Linked DNA regions of Sus scrofa: region 1 is linked to region 2. Evidence: chromatin contacts called from public HiChIP or PLAC-seq data. All regions are on one chromosome and are shown on one strand. The core of a region is the stretch at or near the end of the contact, and the rest is flanking DNA. Distances in the headings are between cores, read along the strand shown.

Region 1 (4,975 bases), core at 279-2,778, 61 kb after region 2:
CTGGGGTGGAGGCAGAAGCAGAATGCCAGTCAGCCAAGAGACCCCTGGTGAGGGCCAGTGTCACCTGAGCAAGTCCCCACTCGTTCAACACCGATTTCCTCACGAGTGAAACAGTCACTTCTGAAGTGAGAAGGGAACAGACCGGCAGGAGAGAGAGGGTGAGCCCGTGAAATACAGGTGCTAATCACCTCCCTCCTTCACATCTTATGTATATCTGCTTCTGGGTGTATTTTATTTTCTATCTTTATTTAAAATAGTCCCGTCAGTCAATCTTAAATCTACCACGCCTTTTTAAAAAAATTATTTTTTGAAGGCCTGAGGCCTAAGCATCCCTGGAAGAGATGGCAGAAGTAGCAGAAGCATCTCACTCACCTCCCGGTCTCAGACTGAGGAGCCCCAGCTGAGCCTGGGCCATGGATGAAGCTGTGGGGTTCTGCCCAGCGTCTGCACTCACCCCCTCTGGCCCAGACCCCTCCCAGGGGAGAAGAGAGAGTTCATGCATTTCAGGCCTACCTCCACCCAGAAGAACGCTGCAGCGGGCGTCAGAAATCCACAAGAACCTAGGCCTGCTTCTGCGCCCAACTGGCTGAATGCGCCCCACCCGGGGGGGCCTCAGTTTTCCTGTCTCCAAAATAAAAGGCTTGAAGGAGATCACATGAAAGCCTCCTCCCTCCTCTCAATTTCTAATTCCATTATTCTTCCATGGAAACGTGCCTTGCAGAAAACAGTAGCCCCTGCTTTCAAGCAAGACACGTGGCTCTAGGTCCCCGTGACCAGCCCCCTCAATCACCGCATCCCATCTTCAAGAAGTATGATGCATCAGAACTGAAACACAGGCTGTTGCTTTCGCGTGGTACCCGACCTGGTCATCGTCAACATGGATTTTCTCTCGGGTCTTTCTTCCTCTGAATCCCACAATCCCACGAAAGCCCCCTGCCTACCCCTCCCAGTTTCTAAACTCCAAGCTGCCCTTCCGTGAATAAGAAAATACCCACCCCAACCCGGCCTGGTGGAAGGTGCCTCAGCACTTTTCCTGGCGTCAAGGATCCCACCTCCGCCCTACTCTCTCCCCGGAGTGTCTTTTTAGCCGGATCGATTCCCAAGCGTGCCCTCTCCCGGCAAACAAGCCGACCGATGCCTCCTCCCCCTCAACCCCGGCAGGCAAGGCGGCCGCTCACGGCTCCAGCCCCAGCAGACCCAAACCTCTCACCAGCCCGCAGCGAGCGGCCCCTGGGAGCAGCGGGAAGGGCCCCACGCCTCGGGAGAGGAAAGGAAAAGACAGCCGGCTCGGCCCCGGCCGCGGTGCCCACCCCGGCGGCGCGGGGGAGGCCTCCCCGCCGGGTTTCCTGTCACTTACGGGCGGCAGCTCCGGGCAGAGCCGGGCAGCGGACGAGCTGGTGGCGGAGTTTGCTGACTCAAAGGCGCAGCAGCGGCGGCGGCGGCGGCGACGAGCGCACACGAGCGCAGCCCCGCGCTCCCCGCGCACGTAGCGGCCCCGCGCCCGCCGCCGGCTTCCGCCGCCACCGCACCGCCCAGCGCAGGTGCGGCGCCGCGCCGGCCCGCCCCACCCCGCCCAGCCCCGCGGCCGACCCGGACGCGGCCCCCCGGCCCCCTGTCCCCCCGGCCCCCGAACGGGTCGGCCGCCGGGGGGCGCCGCGCGGTCCGCAGCCCGGTTCCTCCTCCCGCGTCCGCAAAATGAGGCTGCGGAGCAGGCACCCCCGCTCGGCCTGATGCTAAGACCTTGGCCTGCGAGCCGCGCCCTTGGGAATGGCCATTTGAATGCCACCTTGAGCTTGCTGACCCCCGCTCCCCCTGCCCGCCCCCCGCTCCGTCCCCTTAGTTATGGGGAGGCCTGATGAGTGAGGAGAGGGATGCCTAGGTAATGGTAGAATGTCGTAGAACTCAAGTGGTGGGCATATGGGTGTTTGCTGCAAAATTCTTTCAACGTGTCTGTATGTTTGAAATATTTCACTTTGGGGGGAAGGAAATGAGATCTGCCCAGGGGCCCGAGTCAGTAAACCATGCGTCTAACCCACCTACTTGCCTGGAAAACCGCAATAATCGCTTAAACCGCTCCTAGACAACTACATGGCAGAATAATAAAAGTAGTGTTAAAAAAAAAAAATCCACAGAGCGAACTTCAAAGGTTTTATTGGCTTCATTCATTGATTCATGATGGGGCAGCATCCAAGCTAGCAGCTAGAAAGGAGCTCTAAGGAACGGTAACAAAATGAAAGACTGACGTGTGTAAGGAGGCAGAACAAGGAAGTGATTCTAACAAAAAAAGGATTGGTCATGGCGAGTCACTGTCCTCTAGAAGACGGGGGTCTATCAGGCTGATCACGCCACCGGTGCTGACCAGGTAATTGCAGATTCCATTCCTTATTGGGAAAGGCTGAAACTAAAGTCTTAAGTTTCCATTTGGTGATGTCTTCGCACAAACACTTAGCATAAGTGACTCCATTTGGGCCCCGTTGTCTCTTTTTTGACAGTAGCCTAATGGTTCGTTATTTAAGCACAAGTTTCTTCCATTAGACACAGTCAGCTACTGATGACTTTAAGGGCCTTTCCAGGCCTATCTGAAAATACACACATCTATCCCCCACACCCCAATTGGCTTGACAAGGTAAAACTTCTAAAACTACAATATTCTGTCATAACAGCCTGAATCCTGACCTTGCGTCACTGAATCTTGAATCACCTGTATCTAATTTCCTAAAATTGCACCCAAGTTATAACACACAGGTGAATGGAAAGATAATCACTTCTGACAATCAAATTAAAATGTTTTCCAAATTCTTTTCCCTATGCTCCACAAAGAAAAGCATTGACTGAAAAACAAAATGCAGTGTGTCTAAGATCCCAAGAGATTCTGCAAAATTAAAATCTTCCTGGATTTATTATCATCAAGAGCCCACCCTTACACAAGAGTTCCCTTATGACAGAAAGTTAAGGACCTGGTGTTGTCACTGCAGTACTGGGGTTGCTGCTATGCTGAGGGTTCAGTCCCTGGCCTGGGAACTTCCACATGCCGAGGGCATGGCCAAAAAATAAATAAATAAATAAAGTACTCCCTTAAAACTCTGAACAAAGCAGCAAAATACCTTTGGAGAGTCTATAGGAGGTCATTTAAATATCTGTTAGAATTATGGCCTTAACAGAAAGAAACAATATGAAACGAATTCAGAGTAGAATGAAGCAATAATGAATTTTAATCCATTCCATCAGGATAGCATCTGAGTGGTGTTTCTAGTTTAAGAATTGTAACATGCGACCTGAATCCAAGAGACTGAGCTAAGTGATCAACCACTTTTGTTAGGTTTGACTTTTTGTTATACCTGCAGTGGGCAGCTTAAAAACAAACAAAAAACTGGGACTCTCTGGTGCTTAAGAAATCCTAGCATGCTAATAAAATCACCATAAAATTGCTTTTAAGAAGAACTTCTCTTACCTGTCCAAATCTTGCCTCAACTGTCGCTTCCAGGATCAGGGTAACTGATTCAGGAGTTCCCGTCGTGGCACAGTGGTTAACGAATCGGAGTAGGAACCATGAGGTTGCGGGTTCGGTCCCTGCCCTTGCTCAGTGGGTTGACGATCCAGCGTTGCCGTGAGCTGTGGTGTAGGTTGCAGACGCAGCTCGGATCCCGCGTTGCTGTGGCTCTGGCGTAGGCCGGTGGCTACAGCTCTGATCCGACCCCTAGCCTGGGAACCTCCATATGCCTCGGGAGCGGCCCAAGAAATAGCAAAAAAAAAAAAAAAAAAAAAAGACAGGGTAACTGATTCAAACCCCATCTTTACCACCTCTTGCTATGTGATCCTGGGAAAATAATTTTCTGGGCCTCATTTTACCATGTGAAAAAAGGAAATGAAAATAAGAGCACCAGCCTCATAGGGTTGTTGAAGGGGTAAGGGAAAAAATCCAGGGAAACCTCCTGAACTGGGCTAGATGCAGAGTATGCGCTCAATAAATTTTAGTTATTATATTAACGTTGTTGGTATAATATGATCCTCTTCTCTAATATCTTCCACCTCCAAGTGCCCTTACTTAGATATATTAAGGAAAGTCAACTTTGGCCCCTAAGATGCGGCCCTAAAAAGCATAAAAAGAAGAAGACACTGAGTTCTTCATCCATCTCCTGGGAAAATGGCCACATCCACAGACAATAAAAATGGACGTTGCCTGGACTTGATGTTCAGAAGTTATAATTAACTGATACTATACAGTTATTCTATTTTATTTATCCATTTATTTAGGGTTTTTTTTTAGGGCTGCACCAGCAGGATATAGAGATTCCCAGGGCAGGGGTTGGATCAAAGCTGTAGCCGCTGGCCTACACCATAGCCACAGCAACACCAGATTCGAGCTGCTCTGCTACCTGCACCACAGCTGAAGACAACGCCGGATCCTCAGCCCACTGACTGAGGCCAGGAATTGAACCTGTGTCCTCATGAATGCCAGTCAAGTTCATTTCCACTGTACCACGATGGGAACTCCCTATACATTTAGGGCATGTTATCCAAAACTGTCTTTTTTTTTTTTTTTTTTTTTTTTGTCTTTTCTAGGGCCGCACCCACGGCATATGGAGGTTCCCAGGCTAGGAGTCTAATTGGAGTTGTAGCTGCTGGCCTACACCACGGCTCACGGCAACGCCAGATCCTTAGCCCATTGAGCGAGGCCAGGGGTCAAACCCGCAGCCTCATGGTTCCTAGTCAGATTCGTTACCCACTGAGCCATGATGGGAACTCCAAAAAAAGTATCTTTAAATTTACATGAATGGTCCTGACTTCTTAAGAAACACTGTCGTAGTACATATTCGTATTGTACAAAAGATGGTTTTATCATTCATCAAACAACTAATAATGGGATGTGAGCAAAAAATTTAAACAAATAACAAGTAATTTGGATTTTGATTCCTCATTTTACATTATAATCTTTTCTCAATAAAATGAAGATATACAGATTAATGTGAACAAA
Region 2 (5,162 bases), core at 213-2,712:
GGGTCACAGAGACAGCTTGGATCTGGAGTTGCTGTGGCTGTGGTGTAGGCTGGCGGCGAAGGCTCCAATTCGACCCCTAGCCTAGGAACCTCCATATACTGTGGGTATGGCCCTAAAGAGACAAAAAAAAAAAAAAAAAAAAAAAAAAAACCGACCCAGTAGATCATGTTGTTCCTTTTTAGAGATAATAAGAACAGGAAATAGGGGTAAAATTTAAAACACAATACTTTAAAAACATGCTCTTCACTAAGTTAGCTTAGTTTTAACATAGGAAAAGGTACAACAAAAATAGTTCTGTTTGGCACAACAAACTTTAAAAGTATCATTTATTCACTTGGTGATTATAACTCTGTTAACTGAATTTCATTTTAAATATTTTAATTTTTTATTGGGGGGAAGCTTCACGGCTGAAATTTTAGACATTTCTTACTGCTTTGTTTTGACACATCCGAGAAGTAGGCCATCAATGCTCTAGGGCAGAAGGGGAAGAAAGGTTATGGGGTTTTCTGGACAGAACGCCTCCATTCTGTTATGCAGATAATAAAATATTTCAGAACAGAGGACTAAGAGAAAAGGAGAAAAGTCATCCACATTCCTTTAAATAGCTTTTGCCACCTACCAAGTCTCACCTTCTAAGGTGACACTTGGTTCTCGCACTAGAGACTTCTGTTCCACTGCCTGCCTGCCTGCCCTCGGTACATATCCAGGCATTATGACTTAATGTTTCAAAGAGACTTATTTTAAAATCTTTTCATTGTGTATTTTTAAAGTCACAGAGAAGACAGACAATAAAAACAAGACAACAATATAGCAATGCTCTAAATGTTTTGGCCATTATTTCCTAAAAGCACATTCTAAATTATAAGAGGGGAGTTCTCATTGTAGCTCAGTAGGTTAAGAACCTGACTAGTAACCATGAGGATGCGGGTTCCATCCCTGGCCTCACTCAGTGGGTTGAGGATCCGGCACTGCCTCGAGGTGTGGCGTAGGGCGCAGATGTGGCTCAGATCTGGCACTGCTGTGCTGCAGGCAGGCAGCTGCAGCTCTGATTCGACCCCTAGCCTAGGAACTTCCATACGCCACAGGTGTGGCCCTGAAAATAAATAAATAGGTAAATATATAAATAAATAAGGGGGTTATAAAAACAATTGTTAATTAGAACCCTTCATTGCATATAATGTGATTGGGTCAGGATAGAGTAGATCCTGCCTAGAAATGGAATGAAACAGAACCCAGGCCTCCTGCCCTTAGTACACATTTCACCTCGGTCTCTTGCGGGGGGTGGGGGTGGGGGGTACCTCATTTTCTGGGAATGCTTTTCATACACCCATAGAAGGACAAATTAGGGAGAGGAGAGAAGACCAGAGTCCAGGGTAGACCCTATCGAACACCCCTGGTGCCCCTCCACACTCAGGGCCTGGCAGAACGCTGACGAGGGCTGACAAGGTCATGCTGCCCCCGTCGAGCCAGCTGAAGGGAGAGGCTGCTAGTCATCAGGTCACATGTAAGCCACACTCCCTCACAGGGTGTTGGCAGCTCCACTTTTCCACTGGGGAGGCAGACGTTCTTGAAGATCCCACAAGGGAGATTAAATATTTCCACAGCTCCACGTTCCATATCCACAGCAAAAGACATGCACCTGTTACCGAAACAGCAGACCTTCGCCCAGGTTAAACCAAAAGGAAGAGACAAAAAACACACTTGCCAAGGTGCTGCAAAGCTGTCATTAAAAAAAGAGAGAGAGACAGACAGACAGAAAAGACACTCCTGGACATGGAGAACAGACTTGTGGCTGTCAATGGGGAGGGAGTGGGGTAGACTGGGAGTCTGGGGTTACAGATGCAAACTATGCATTTGGAGTGGATAAGCAATGAGATCCTGCTGTGTAGCACAGACAACTGTATCTTGTGATGGAACATGATGGAGGATAATGTGAGAAAAAGAATATGTGTGTATGTGTGTGTGTGTGTGTATATATATATATATAAACTGGGTTAGCAGAAATTGACAGAACAGTGCAAATAAACTATAATAAAAATTTTTAATTAAAATATAACCCCACCTCGAACTTAAAACAGGGTTTCTAAACTAAAATTATAAAGTCCACAGTTACTACAGCATCACAGACCCCTTGACCACTCAACATAGTATTAATCGATGATGGCAGCAATGACAAATGGTTCTCAAAAAAAAAAAAAAATCAGAACTCCCTGCCCCCATCTGTTCGCTATTGCCCAACTACTAACATAGGAACATTGAGTAACACGTCCCTTTTCATAGACAGAGGACTGGATTTATGATCACAAGACCAGGGGTGAATTCTTGCTGACCTACTTCCTAAATTATGAACTTATTCACTGAGCCTGTTTCTATACCAGGAAAATAGAAATGATGCCTGTCCAACCTTGCTCAGCTGTTCACTGGGAGGACTGAATTCTCACCTACCTGTGAAAGCACCGGGAAAATTTTCATTAAGTGCTACATGAATGTCAGGTATCATTACACAGAAAAGAAAACGCTTATAATAAAATGCACAGCACAGAGGGCTTCCCACAGACACTGGCGATAAGCAAGTCAGAAAAACTAAAGCAGCTGCATATCTTTTTTTTTTTTTTCTTGCTTTTTAGGGCTGAACTTGAGGCATATGGAAGTTCCCAGGCTAGGGGTGGAATTGGAGCTACAGCTGCTGGCCTACACCACAGCTTATGGCAATACCGGATCCTTAACCCACTGAGTGAGGCCAGGGATCGAACACGCATCCTCATGGATCCTAGTCAGGTTCTTTTAACTGCTGAGGGACAAAGGGAACTCCCTGCATATCTTTTTTAAGTACAAACATATTGGTTTAAGAACCCAGCAGCAAACACTCTAACACCGAATAGCCTAAGGATTTCACAGAACTTGCTTGGAGGAGGGCCCCTCATGATATTTGTTAAAGGAATGGACAGCATAATGACAAATTACAGTAAAGGATCTATTTTCCTCGTCTCAATGGGTTGGGATTCTCAGATTCTACCGTTATTATTACTCATTTCCTCTCATCTTTACGTGCATATTCTAAAGCCATGCTGGGGAAGAAAAGTCTTCTAAGAACACAGCAATACAGTTCAAATGCTCGCTCAAAATGAACTATGGTGCTAACACTCCAAATAGGTTTTCAATCCTGAAAATCTTTAACTTGGTTAGACTGTTAAATGATGACCTTTCTTCCTTCTCATCCCCTTAAATGTGGCCGTGGCTCTGTGCACCAGCCCAGGCCGAGGTTCTTCACACCCTGATATGATTCCAGGATGACCTCATGCAAACATATGGTTTCAAGCGCTCAGCATGAGCTCATGAGTCTCTCTCCATTCCAGCCCAGGCATCTCCCCGCACAGCCAGCCTCCAGAGACAGCTCACTTGGAAGTCCCACAAGACACAGAGTCCACACTCTCCCCACACCATCCTTCTCCCCATCTCATCCTCCGCAACCCCTGCCAAAAACCCAGAGACCCCAACTTCTCTCTGTGACTCACTGACCACGACCTCCAGAAGCACCGTCCTTCCAACCACCCACAACTCTGTTCCCTCTGCGAGTGCCCTGCCCCCAGGACTAGCCCAACAGGGCTGCTAATTGGCCTCTGGGCCCGCATCCAACTCATCCCCCAACAAAAACAAGAATGGTTCCAAAGCACACCTCTGATGATATCATCTTCCTGCTGAAAATCCTACAAAAGCTGCCCCATAACCTTCGAGATCAAGTTCACACCCTGTAACGAGCACAACAGAGCCTTTCGTGAATGTCGCGCATCTCCAAAGGCTGAGCTTAGGTCCCATCCACAGCAGGCCACTTCACACCTGCACACCTTTGAACGTGCTGTTCTCTCCGCCTGGACCACTGTCCTCACCCCCCTTTCTGCTTTTTTCGTCGTCATCATCATTGTCGTCGTCATCCTGTTCTTTCTTTTATTTTCTGCTAACTCCAACCCGTTTTCAACTCAGTCTCCAGAATGCAACTCAGTCTCCAGAAATCCTTCTGGAATCCGTCTGGAAACCCTCAGATTCCCCCAGTCTGATTAATCTGACGCTCCTCCGAGACCCTGATGCCACTGGGAAGACCCCGGGCCTCCTTCCCACCACTGAGTCTTACTGCACTGTCATTACCTGTAGGCCTCCTCTAGAGACGCTAAGCTCCTTCGGGGTAACCTGGGCTGTCTGTTATGACTTGAATGCCTGGTCCATCCAGTGCAGTCCAATAATACCACTTAATCAATAAATGAATGCCTGGAGGAGTAAATGAACCAACTTCAGGGCCAAAAAAGAAAAAAAAAAGACGAGATCAAACTTCAATGGAAATAAAAACCTCATCCACTTGGGTTCTTAGACTCCATGAATTAATGATAAGTTATTTAGCAGCTGGTCTCAAGTTTATCTTAATTTAGCAAACCCCTTCCTCTAAGGGTGTGCCAATTAACAGCATAAGCCTACAGGAGCAATGTTTTAGATCTATGAGAACCAACTGTTTTCAAGCACCCTGAAGAACTCCAGAAGCACCTATTTACATAGAAATAATTGAAAATCCTTCTGAGGCCTGCAATAACTTGAGAGCCCTAAGACGTGTACCAGACCACAATTTGTTTGCCTAGTTGGAGTTAAAATATGTACTCGCAAGTAATAAAAGTACATTTATTTTAAAATATTCTATAATTCAGATGGGCCTTCCCTCTCCCACCCTGCAATTAGTAGGAATTAGTGAAGTTTCGCGATACTTCCAGCTACAAACAGCAACCCAGGAAGCCAAGGTTCACCTACAATCTCTTAATTAGACACATCCCTCATGACTCGGCCCACCATCCCTCAAAGGAATGCTGACAGCCTGTCGGCCACAAAGGACAGCTCCCAGTTCCATACGTAGAATCATATGGATTTCCTATGAAAATGGCTTCAGCAGCAGCAGTTAGTCAATTTAATAACCTTATTAAACACTTTAATGACTTCTTGGGCCTAATGACTGTATCTCGTACCAAGGAAGAAGCCAGGCAGAGGAGAATTAAAAATTTAAGCTAACTGATCCCTACTGTTCTCCATGCTGAAAACAGGCTTCTAAAGAGAGACAGCTGCGCTCTTCGAAAAGCTAATTCTTACGTTGTCTTATTATAATCACCCTTTGATTCCAACGCACC

Evidence for each region. HiChIP or PLAC-seq counts read pairs in DNA pulled down with a chosen protein or histone mark.
Region 1: a contact with region 2 is called in an H3K27ac HiChIP or PLAC-seq map of alveolar macrophages. The contact joins the promoter of SNX10 here to the enhancer-like site in region 2. A contact is called at or near these places in 15 of 47 Hi-C or Micro-C datasets (alveolar macrophages, blood, embryonic fibroblasts and 8 more) and 1 of 2 datasets of contacts at active chromatin or transcription factors (alveolar macrophages).

Annotation. Positions count from the first base shown.
Region 1 is chr18:46,141,455-46,146,429 of Sscrofa11.1, forward strand. SNX10 (sorting nexin-10) reads right to left here and starts at 1,529. Exons shown (of 7, transcript XM_021079049.1): 1 at 1,358-1,529.
Region 2 is chr18:46,080,154-46,085,315 of Sscrofa11.1, forward strand. The region is part of intron 2 of SNX10 (sorting nexin-10); the gene reads right to left. Among named protein-coding and RNA genes, the nearest start is that of SNX10, 60 kb to the right of the region's middle. Within about 2 kb of position 1,463, at least 11 of the 83 cell types and tissues checked have an H3K27ac peak or open chromatin away from gene starts, as enhancers often do. A contact at or near this core is called in alveolar macrophages, liver, retroperitoneal adipose tissue and 1 more, where this site is marked.